2 separate regions of the Hordeum vulgare genome follow, and region 1 is linked to region 2. A link is a contact called in public Hi-C data. All regions are on one chromosome and are shown on one strand. Each heading gives the region's core, a stretch centred on a gene start, on an enhancer-like site or on the middle of the called end of the contact. The rest is flanking DNA. Distances are from core to core; before and after follow the strand shown.

Region 1 (5,617 bases), core at 975-3,474, 300 kb after region 2:
GCATGCGAGCCATTTCCCATCAGGATGGAGCAATCTCGTGCGACCTGATAAGAAGAGAACAATGACATATCAGCACACACATGAATATTGGCCCCAGTGTCACCACACCAATCGGTGGACTAACAAATTGAAAGTACAATAGACAAATTAGCATACCCGGTTGCCCCATTAGTGTTGCTCATAGTCACATTGATAGACTTGGAGTCATGTCCTAACTTCTTGTACTTGTTTGGACACTTGTTTGCCCAATGTTCCTCTGAGCCACAAGTAAAGCAGCCATCGCTCTTTTTGTCTTTCTTCTTACCCTTCTTCTTGAAGGTAGTATTCTGCTGGACAGAGTTCTTTCCCTTGAACTTGTGAAAATTCTTCTGGACCACATTGGCACTAGAAGAACCCTCTACCACTTTCACGTGTGAGTCCTTTGCTCTTAGTTCTGCTCGGCACTTAGATGAACGATGGCATCCTAAACAGAGAATTCACGTCTTAAGTGCTTGAGAGAAGTAGCAAAGTTCCTCCATCCACGAGGGAGTTTTACAATAATACAACTCGCGACAAACTTGTCCGATAACTCACACTTCAAGAGCTCCAGCTCCTTAGCGAGGGTACTGTATCTCATGAGCCTGGTCCAAAACAGGATGGTTATTAACCATCATGTAATCATGGAAATGCTCATAGCATACTGTTCGCTTCCAGCATCGGTTGCGCGGAACTTAGCTTCGAGTGCATCCCACATGTTTTTGGTAACGCGCATATGAAGATATGTGTCGACCAACTTGTTTCCGATCATAGGAAGAACGGCTCCCGCAAAGACGGTGGTGGCCTCCCTGAACGCCTTCTCCTGTTCAGGAGCAATCGTTCTGCGGGATCCACAGCACCGGTCGAGAACACATTCAAAGTTGTGAGCCACAAGGTGGTCCTCGTCTACCAACGCTTAAAATGCGTTCTAGTAAACTTTTCTAGTTTCAGTGTAGCGGTGAAGCCATGAATAGAAAAGTGCCTAAAATAAGGCTTTTGGATTGTTGGAAATATTAGCACTTTCCCGATTAGACTAATCCACGAGCAAATAACAAGCATGATAAATACAGTATGCACTTCACACTAATACTAAGCATACTGGCACGTGTAGTACATAGAAACAAAATATCAATGAACATGGCATATATGGCTAGCACGAGAACGAGTAAATGAGGGATGAACTTATCATACCCTCCGGCTGGCCAAGGCAACGCGACGACGGTAGCAGCAGCCGGCAACGACGACAAGAAGTAGTCGAAACAGAGGAGAACGGAGACGGAGCAAGTCTCGCCGAGACGCTCCCCCAAAACCTTATTGCCATTCTCCCGGGTAGGATCTCAAACGACGGGGTTTCGGAGGCGCCTGCTCTCCCGACTAACCGTGAACGAGGTCGTGGAGATGGGATCGCCGGAAGCAGCACACGATCTAGGGTTGTATAAAAAGTGAGAGAACGAACGGATTAGGTTTCACTCCACAAACGGCGTCTCCTTATAAAGGTCATCGATAGATGGGCCAGGGCCAGACCCACGACCAAGTCTGCGCGCGTCGTGATGAGACGGGCGGCATAGGAGGAGGAGCGTGCGTGTACAACTTCTCTTTTCAAACTTTTAATGGCATGTGATAGAGCAACCCTTATAAAAGGATATCATTCTTACTACTGTAGCGGTATGATACTAAACTTTCACCACTTACCGTACACCCACATGGACCATAGAGATTAACTAGGAATCATTATCTTATCGGGTCTAAACCCATCTATAATCCAACATATTTTGCATCGGCAAGAAATATGTTCTTCGCATATCATACCCGCAATACGGCTATCGACGCCGGGTCATATTTTGCGTAATAGGGATTTGACTCTTTCTCGTCTTGTTTTTTTTTTTTTGGGTTATTTTCCTGGGTTATTTTCCTGGGTTTGATTTTGAACACAATACTTGTCTTTTTTTTCTTTTTTTTTTCTTTTTGCGGAACACAGTACTTGTCTTGTTGATCAACTCAAGCAAATGATCTATCCAGGCACAAGCTACCTCATTCAATAAGTAGTTATGGATGAATTTCCGGAGCATTTACCTGTATAGTGATGGGACACGGTCAAAATGCACGCTCTTGGCCTCACCGTCCATGGTAACTCATACGCACTAGTCGTTGGGAAAGTGAGGGGAAACTATCCTCAGCGCTGGAAGCGGAAGATGGACAGAGACAACTCACCAGACCAGCGGCCGTGCTCGCTGCTGAATCGCGTTAGACGACTTTGACCACTCTGGCTTATCAAGCTAGGTCCTCACCTTCTATCTGATATTTTGATTCACGTGAATTTCATGTAAATATTTCTTGGCGAACGAGTAAACATCATTAACTTGCTGCCACATCATTGACGGTAAAATGGATTCCTGCAGAGGCGATCGAATCCAATGAAAGATAGCAATACTGTTGCTTTGGAGAAGATGACCCTAGCTGCCCTCTCATCTGACTTCGCCCTTGAACACTCACTCCACCAAAGTTCTTGCTACGCGCATGTTAAACAGCTGATGCAACCATCATCCGCACAGAAATATTTAACCCATCAAAGGTAGATATTACTCCAACAGCGAGCTCTCCATCAACCTCCATAATATTATTAGATGCTTTCTAAATATAAGCCATTTAAAAAAAATTAATTTAAACTATATACGAAATAAAATGAATAAATCTGCACTCTAAAGTACGTCTACTGAAGTGTTTGGTTGGGCTTCCAACCACCGAAAGTCGGATGAAAGCCCAATCAAACACCCTCTACATACATCCATATGTAGTTTGTATTGAAACCTCTAAAATGTGTTATATTTAGAAACCTAAAATGTGCTAAATTTAGAAACGAGGGAGTAGTGCTGTGTTTTTCTAGCGGGGTAATGATGGATAGCACAAGTTAATCGTAAACTGGAGACAGACATCCACTCATCAGATTGCCATCACTAAACACGTTCAAGTAACATCCGCCAGAAGCACAGGTTAGAGAGCTACACTAGCGCTTTTTTACACATGAGCTACAGTGCTACACCAGATATATACAAAATCTAAGAGTTAGAAATCACGGAGGCATCGTTGCATCACAAAAGGCTCGATCAAGATGCAGATTCATCGGGGGTCGGCGATTTGGCATCGGGCTTCAACGAAACTGAGATTTGATTGAGTTTTCGATACTTTTTCGACATAACAAGAGCAAAATTCAAGTCGTCCACCTTCTGGTGGCAGAGCTTCTGCGGATTCTTCATCATCATTATATTAGCTTTCTCTGAACCTTTCAGGACGACATGGGCGATGCTGAACGAATCCCCTTTCTCTAGCGCGAATTGCCATTCATTGGGTGTGATGTGGAACCAGTCCTTGTTTGAAGTCACGGTCGCCTTCACCTCCACATACTCTGCGGCGCCACCCTCAGGCGTGATGACAATGTCATAGGGGAGGCCAGATTCCTTCTCTTCGTTCACCCACTTGACATTGCTAGATCCCAGCTGCCTGACAAGGTATTGGTGTACCGCAGCTTCACCAAGCCTGCCGGTTCTTAACCGCTCATCTTGCTTGTGAACTGTGGCTTTACCAGGCGTGCCAGCTCCTAACTCGCTTCCATCTTCTGCAACATCAGCGAGTTTCTCATCAACGTCAGTTAAATCAGTTTCATCAATCAGACTTGGTGAGCTTCCTGCTTCCAAGTCCAAACAAGCAGGCTCATCATCAACTTCCATAGTACTCTGTACGCCTAGCATATGTTCTGTTGTTGAGTCCTCTTTCACGGCATTATCCCCTTCAACCTTGACGGGAACGGAAGTATCCTCCATGCGTCCACACTTGACAGGGTTGCTAAGCTCTGGTGAAGATGCAATATCATTCGCCTTTATCTCTTGCTGGCTTACGTAAGAGGTTTCAAGATCAGGTGCTGTTTCAGGATTATTTGGTGGGTGGCTTCCAATGATTCCTGGGTTTTTCTTACGCTTGAGGGGGTGTCTGGGTTCATCCGGAGGTTGGAGTTCAGCTGTTGGGGAACTAAATATTTCCTCGGCGACAAACGACGAAGAAAAGGACCAAGCAGCTTCCTGTTCAGGCAACGGAGGCACCTTCTGATTGTTGACAATAAAAAACTCAATTTGTTCCACTGTGGAGTCAGATTCTGACATGGTTTTGACCATGTGAAGAAAATTTGCAAAGTGTAGATCAACAGATCCATCAAAGAAAAGTTTAGAAATTTCCAGAAGAATCGAATGTGAATCAGCTTCTTGAGTAGCATATAAAATATTTCCCTGGAAATGAGTAACAAATAAAATCAATTTTCAAAACCGATAATGTTACTTAGCGAAAATCTGAAAGTTCTGATGCAACACGTCGAGCATGTCCACAGATGACAGTAAGGTCTACATCAAATGTTATTGCTAATAAATGCAATGTAAGATCATGGCAAGATAATTTATATCGCTATTTTCCAGCTGTACAATATATTAGGGCGTGAAAATATATCTAATTTTTTCAGGTGTCCTGCAAGATCTTTACGAAATACTATCCTACCGACATGCATAAAAATGGGATAAATAATGATGCGAGTCGGTCCTAACTATAAACACTGAAAGAAAGTCAGATACTAACCTGTAAAAGACAAGAGCATTCAAATCTGCCCTTGCAAGAACTATCACGTCCTTTCAGCATATATTTGTAGGATAACTTCTCAACAACAATAACTTCAAGACTGCTAAGCTTTGTGACCTCATTTTGCTGAAATTTATTGTAAGTATCTCCATGCATCTTGTAGATGTAACGTTGCATATATGGTAAAAGCCAATTAAGTAAACTAGCCTTTCCTCTGTTGTTCCCTGTACCAGAATGCATTGCTTCACGGTACACAACCTGTGTGAAGGTGGCCATTGTGGATGAGAATCATACAAAAAATGGTTGATCAAAAAATCATACAACAAATGAACACTAGCTAACACAAATTGATTTGAGTACATATTGAGCGTATGCTCCTACTTCCTTCTGATAACCTCAACATTTGAAGGGTCATTGAAGTAAATATGCATGTGTAACTGCACAACTAGCAACACAACGAGGACCATATACCTAATATGGTAATATACTGTAATTTATTGGAAAAAATCTAAACTCGTGAGATTAAATGATGAATGAGGCTTACAGTTATCTATCATTACTCAAACTCATGGTGTTAGGCAGTCACAAACAGATTTAATAAAAGTCAAACATGGTTAAGATCTCTGGGTTCAGGCAAAAGAATGAGCATATATTGTGCAAACTCACACTCAAGTCTCAGTAAGATTTTGGGAGTAAAATACTAAATGTAGAGGAAAATTCAGCAGGAGGGTTAAATTTTGGCCTGCAACTAAATTGACTTCTGAATTCTAAAAAAGGCTGAAAATAAATTTGGTTCAACTGAAGGCACACAAAATTATTTGATTTTTTTGCTAGGACACTTAGCATTCCTTCTTCACAATTTTATACTGAACGTTGAACTTCACAGATATCCTGATTTTGCACTCTGTATGAGAACCCAACTAACATACCAGAAAAAGGAAATATGCAATACAACATACAAGCAAGAATGCCACTTATCAGAATA
Region 2 (5,664 bases), core at 1,933-4,432:
GAGTATTGAATAAGAGCTTGAAAAATGTTAAACGTATATACCAAAAATGTTAATCACTTATTAAAAAAATGACGTATATAAATTTTTTGAGTAAAAACAGAAACAAATATAAGGAAAAAAAATGGACAAGAAAAAACAAACAAAAAAGATAAGAAATAAAATGCAAGAAAACAGAAAAGAAGAAAGAAAATGGAAGAAAGAATTAAAATAAAATGGAGAAGAAAAAATAAATAAATAAGAAAAACAGAAAGAAAAACCCCGGTTAGAATAGCCTCAAGTACGACGCACCCAACAATTAATCACCAGATGGCCCTAGGTAGAGTGGCTAGCAGCAGCCGAAATCTAACTTGAAACTATGGATTGAACCTTGGTTCTTCGATTTTTATTTTGCCTCTATATTTAGGGGGTGTTTGGTTGGGCTCCCAGCCAGCTTCCGGCTTCCGGCTTCGAAACCAAAAGCTCCTATTTAGGGGCTTCCGGCTGCAGCTGTGGCTTTCGGCTCCGGCTGTGACAAGGCCGAAAGCCACAGCTGCAGCCGGAAGCCCCTAAATAGGAGCTTTTGGCTTAGAAGCCGGTAGACGAAAGCTGGCTGGAAGCCCAACCAAACACCCTCTTAATCACTAGCTCGCACGAGCTGGCCAGCCCAATACAATGCATGTCGATGAAACCTTACGTGATCGATCCCGACAGTGTCGTTTAAGGCGAAACATAAGGGAGCTTCTATTCCGCGTGTTCGGCGCCACAGAAGCCAACCGACACCTGCTGGAACGCCAAGTGGGTAGGCTCATGTGGCGAGCGCTCCACTCGCCCCGCCTAATCGATCGCTCGTTCGGGCCACAACTGTTTTATACGGTCACGATTGACCAATTGACTGATCAACCATTGACTTTAATATTATAGAAGAAGAAAAAATCATAAAAAATATATAAATTAAAAAAGTTCACAGTTTTTTAAAAATGTTCATCGATTTCCAAAAAAAATTCACCAATTTTAGAAAAAAGGTCATCGAATTTGAAAAGAGTTCACCGGTTTTGAAAAAAGTTCACCGAATTTAGAAAAAAGTTCATCGAATTTGAAAACATTCATCAACTTAAAAAAAAGTTTATCGAATTTAAAAAAAAATCGATTTTGAAAAAAAAGTTCATCGAATATGAGAAAAAGTTCATCAATTTCGAAAACAATTCATCGAATTTTAAAAAAGTTCATTAAACTGAAAAAATCTTCAATAATTTTAGAAAAATAATCCACACATTTGAGAAAATAAATAAATAAATAAAACGTCGAACACAGTAGCAAACAGGAAAAAAGAGAAAAAAGAGAATTAAATGGACGACAGGAAAAAACGTAGTCGCATATATCTGATGGCCTAGTGGTTACTGCGGTCTCAGCGAACCATTAGGTCTTGTGTTCGATCCCCAAGCATATCATCTTAGCCCGTTAGCAATGTAACGGACGCCTGCAGCCCTAAATAGGGAATGCCGAAAAATATTCGATGCACGTGAGGCTAGACCGATCAAGACATATTATGCAGTGGGCTGGGATTTTGAAATCCAGATTGCATAAACGAGAAGGTGTTTGGAGTCCTCCAAAAACTAAGAACAAGAGAAAGGTGCTAAGTTGGAGCGCGAGCATCGTTTGCAATTATGGTATTAAGTTTTCCTCAGCTTTGAATGTTAAAACATCTGCGATGTGTTCTATATTTCTATCCGTGCAACAAGTTCTATTGAAGTAGAGCAATGAAATACTCCGTGTGTACTGGAGTAGCTGGTTCAATTCTTCGAGGCAGACATTTGTAGCAGGTTTGGACTGAGTCAACCCATTGATTGCTCACCGCAGGCAGAGCCATTCGATCTCAATCGCACGGGACGGGAGTGCACATGATCGCAAGTAATCAGGACGAACTTTGCTATATCTGACATGCTCGCTTGTAGGACTACTTTCTTTTTCTTCCGCTGTGTTCATTGAGCGACAAATCTGACTTACACTGCTACATAGTTAGGCCTGTTTGAAACTATTCCGTTTCTTAAAATTCAGTTCCGCTCTAAAAACACAAGTCAAACAAGATATCTTCATTACTTGTCGCTTCGTATAAAAACTAAAATCTAAGACACAACTTCATATCTTTTGTGAAGTTTTTTAAAAGATGTTTTGAAAAAAATATAAAAACTGAAGCTGGCAGAAAATTACCCACTGCTATCATCAGTAAATGGATACTTCTTCAATTTTTTTCTTACTCATTCAGTCAGATATATTTTTTAATCAAAATTTTCATTTTTAAAATTATAGCTGGATGAAAGCCAAACAATTTTTTTAAGAGAGTTACAATTTCCGTGTGAAACCGTTTGAAAATGAATTTAAAATGAATTTAATGGAGCGCGAGCATCGTTTGCAATTATGGTACTAAGTTTTCCTCAGCTTTGAATGTTAAAACATCTGCGATGTGTTCTATATTTCTATCCGTGCAACAAGTTCTATTAAAGTAGAGCAATGAAATACTCCCTGTGTACTGGAGTAGCTGGTTCAATTCTTCGAGGCAGACATTTGTAGCAGGTTTGGACTGAGTCAACCCATTGATTGCTCACCGCAGGCAGAGCCATTCGATCTCAATCGCACGGGACGGGAGTGCACATGATCGCAAGTAATCAGGACGAACTTTGCTATATCTGACATGCTCGCTCGTAGGACTACTTTCTTTTTCTTCCGCTGTGTTCATTGAGCGACAAATCTGACTTACACTGCTACATAGTTAGGCCTGTTTGAAACTATTCCGTTTCTTAAAATTTAGTTCAGCTCTAAAAACACAAGTCAAACAAGATATCTTCATTACTTGTCGCTTCGTATAAAAACTAAAATCTAAGACACAACTTCATATCTTTTATGAAGTTTTTTAAAAGATGTTTTGAAAAAAATATAAAAACTGAAGCTGGCAGAAAATTACCCACTGCTATCATCAGTAAATGGATACTTCTTCAATTTTTTTCTTACTCATTCAGTCAGATATATTTTTTAATCAAAATTTTCATTTTTAAAATTATAGCTGGATGAAAGCCAAACAATTTTTTTAAGAGAGTTACAATTTCCGTGTGAAACCGTTTTAAAATGAATTTAATGAAACGGAACTGTATTTTATATGAATTAGAGAAGTCCCAAATAGGCAGTATCTGGAAATACTGTGCCGCTTGAGGCCGAAATCGAATTAAAAAAAAAGTCTCCGATGCTGGGAGCAGGATGATAAAATATAAAATAAGAAAGCCGCAGGGCACTTCCGTGGTTCCTCTCCTCTCCTCTCCTCTCCTCCACCAAACCTTATCTCGCTGCGCCACCGACGACTTCGAGCGCCCGAGCTCCGTGATCCAAGCACCAGCAGCGCGGGCGCACAAGCTCCCCTCGATGGCCGGCGACGAGGCCCCGACGACGGAGGCGGCGTGCCAGGACCTGGTGGAGATCCTGGACGAGGGATCGGGCCGGCTGGACATGGGCCGGTACGTGGACCACGTCCGCGACCTGTCGGCGGGCGCCATCGCCACCTTCGAGGGCACCACGCGGGACCACTTCGACGGGAGGCGCGTGGTGGAGCTGCGGTACGAGGCGTACGGGTCCATGGCGCGGCGCCGGCTCGAGGCCATCCTCCGCGAGGCCCGCGCGGCCCACGCGCTGTGCCGGCTGGCCGTGGCGCACCGCCTCGGGACGGTCCCCGCCGGCGAGGCCAGCGTGTTCGTGGCGGCCTCGGCGGTGCACCGCGCGGACGCCATGGACGCGTGCCGCTACGTGATCGACGAGATCAAGGCCTCCGTGCCCATCTGGAAGAAGGAGGTGTACGACGACGGCGAGGTGTGGAAGGAGAACCGCGAGTTTCTCGACCGCACCGACGCCGACAAGAAGGGCAGGCCGGCCGGCCACGGCGGCTCCGGCGGCGGCTGCTGCGGCAGCAAGGTGAGGGTCAGCTCATGAGTAGCAGCCGCCGGATCGCGATCGCGCGAACATGGAGTTCTTTTCTATTCCCTTCTCCCTTGTAATTTTGAAAAATTTGCGAGCAAGAGAAACGTGCAGTTCGAATACATACGCACATTGTGTTACGCTGCTCGGTGCAAATCCTGTTAGGAAAATAATGTGCGAAGTTCGAATACGTATCACGTTTCAGCAAATCATGTGGTGTGGCAGCAGTATGAAATTTAAGAGCGTTCACCGTTCAGATCAACATAAAAGGCTGATGCTTCGTCGCTGTGGCTGGGAATTTGGCGCCCGTCAGTCCCTCTCAGATTGTGATCAAAAGAGATCTTGACAGACACATTGGCCGGTTGATAGCAATCTTCATAGACTGCTATCATCGGACACCAAGAATGTCACTGTTTAATCATTCGGATCGCCTAAGCAATCAGAACCGCCGACCAGCCTACTGTGCGCCCCGTAGATAGAGCGAGATTAACGTAGGATTATAACAGATCAGGGGGATGTTGCCTCGTCTGAAGAAAAGACAGAAATCAGTGGCACTGGGAATGTCTACACAGTTATACTGCCTTAAGATCAAAATAAAAAACAGAGGATATGCTGCTAAAAAGACCGAAACGTTCACATTGTTTTTACACTCGAACATGGGCTTTACGAGCTACCAGTAATACTTGTTGCATCGTCCACCCAATATTTCACAAGAAAATCAAGAGGATCGTCAAAGTGACAAAAAAGGCTGATGTCTCGTCACACTAGCTAAGAATGCGCTGCCCGTCACCGTCTTCTCTCGAATTGTGTTCAAAGTAGACATCGACATACTTCGTGGCCAATTGACAGCAATCTTCGTGTCATCGTTTCGGATCGAGTGTGATTTAAGACCATGGCGCATTGCTGGAGCTTCTGCCCTTGAAGCTACGTTTTTCACATGAGTTCCGCCATCCGTCTAAAATGTCATTTCCTCGTTTGGCATGACCATTGGCCAAATTCAGGACAACAGGATTTATGGACATGGTCGTTTCCTTGGCCGTTTGAATCTGCTCACCATGCGCCATTTGCCGACATTCCCACCGAATATCCACACATGCCACGGTACATTTTATTGCAGCCCCAAATGATCAGGAACCGGTGAACACAACATTTAATACTTTCGGCTTCTGAAATTTGGGATGAGCCCCAAATTTCAAGGGTTTCTCTAGTCCGATGCATGGACCAATAAGAAACTAGAGAGGACCCCTCTGCCACAGCTTTCGATCAGATTTTTTTGTAATGTCGGCAGTTCAACTGCCAAATTCATTAATCAGAAGAGGGTGTTACAAGAATCCTTAGAGGAGGAAAGCACCGCAAAAGGGCAGCGCAAAAAAGAAAAGAAAGAAAAATGATCCGTCGACAGCACCACAAACCCAAGATCTACCATCAATTGTGCCCACCATCGGAATCCATCGTCGGGATCTCCTAGGTGACGCCCCCAAGGAGAAAACGATGTTGAGGACACCGTCGTCACCCGATCTGGCACCGCCTGATCTTAGGTTTTCACCCGGAGATCTCATGGTAGTTGGTAGGAAGGGCAAACGGCTCCACAACGATACATCCAAGGAGGGAGACGACATCCGTGGATGTTGTTATTGTCGCGAGAATGATCCTGACAATAGTACCAAGGGTACGAACTAAGGGGCGAAGTCTAGCTAGGCGCAGTGGATGCACTCGGATTTACGAGTT

Evidence for each region. Hi-C and Micro-C count contacts between places; a contact is called where the count stands out from the background.
Region 1: a contact with region 2 is called in a Hi-C map of leaf, with 2.3 times the contacts expected there. The contact joins the enhancer-like site here to the promoter of LOC123395482 in region 2. A contact is called at or near these places in 2 of 6 Hi-C or Micro-C datasets (leaf and seedling).

The regions. Positions count from the first base shown.
Region 1 is chr5H:405,507,692-405,513,308 of MorexV3_pseudomolecules_assembly, forward strand. It overlaps LOC123395186 (protein NO VEIN-like), which reads right to left. Exons shown (of 11, transcript XM_045090126.1): 10 at 4,633-4,890; 11 at 2,924-4,292. The coding sequence ends at 3,120. Among protein-coding and RNA genes, the nearest start is that of LOC123395186, 18 kb to the right of the region's middle. Within about 2 kb of position 2,225, at least 1 of the 3 cell types and tissues checked has open chromatin away from gene starts, as enhancers often do. A contact at or near this core is called in leaf, where this site is marked.
Region 2 is chr5H:405,209,926-405,215,589 of MorexV3_pseudomolecules_assembly, forward strand. It overlaps LOC123395482 (molybdopterin synthase catalytic subunit-like), which reads left to right and starts at 3,183. Exons shown (of 1, transcript XM_045090486.1): 1 at 3,183-4,076. The coding sequence starts at 3,229. The coding sequence ends at 3,951.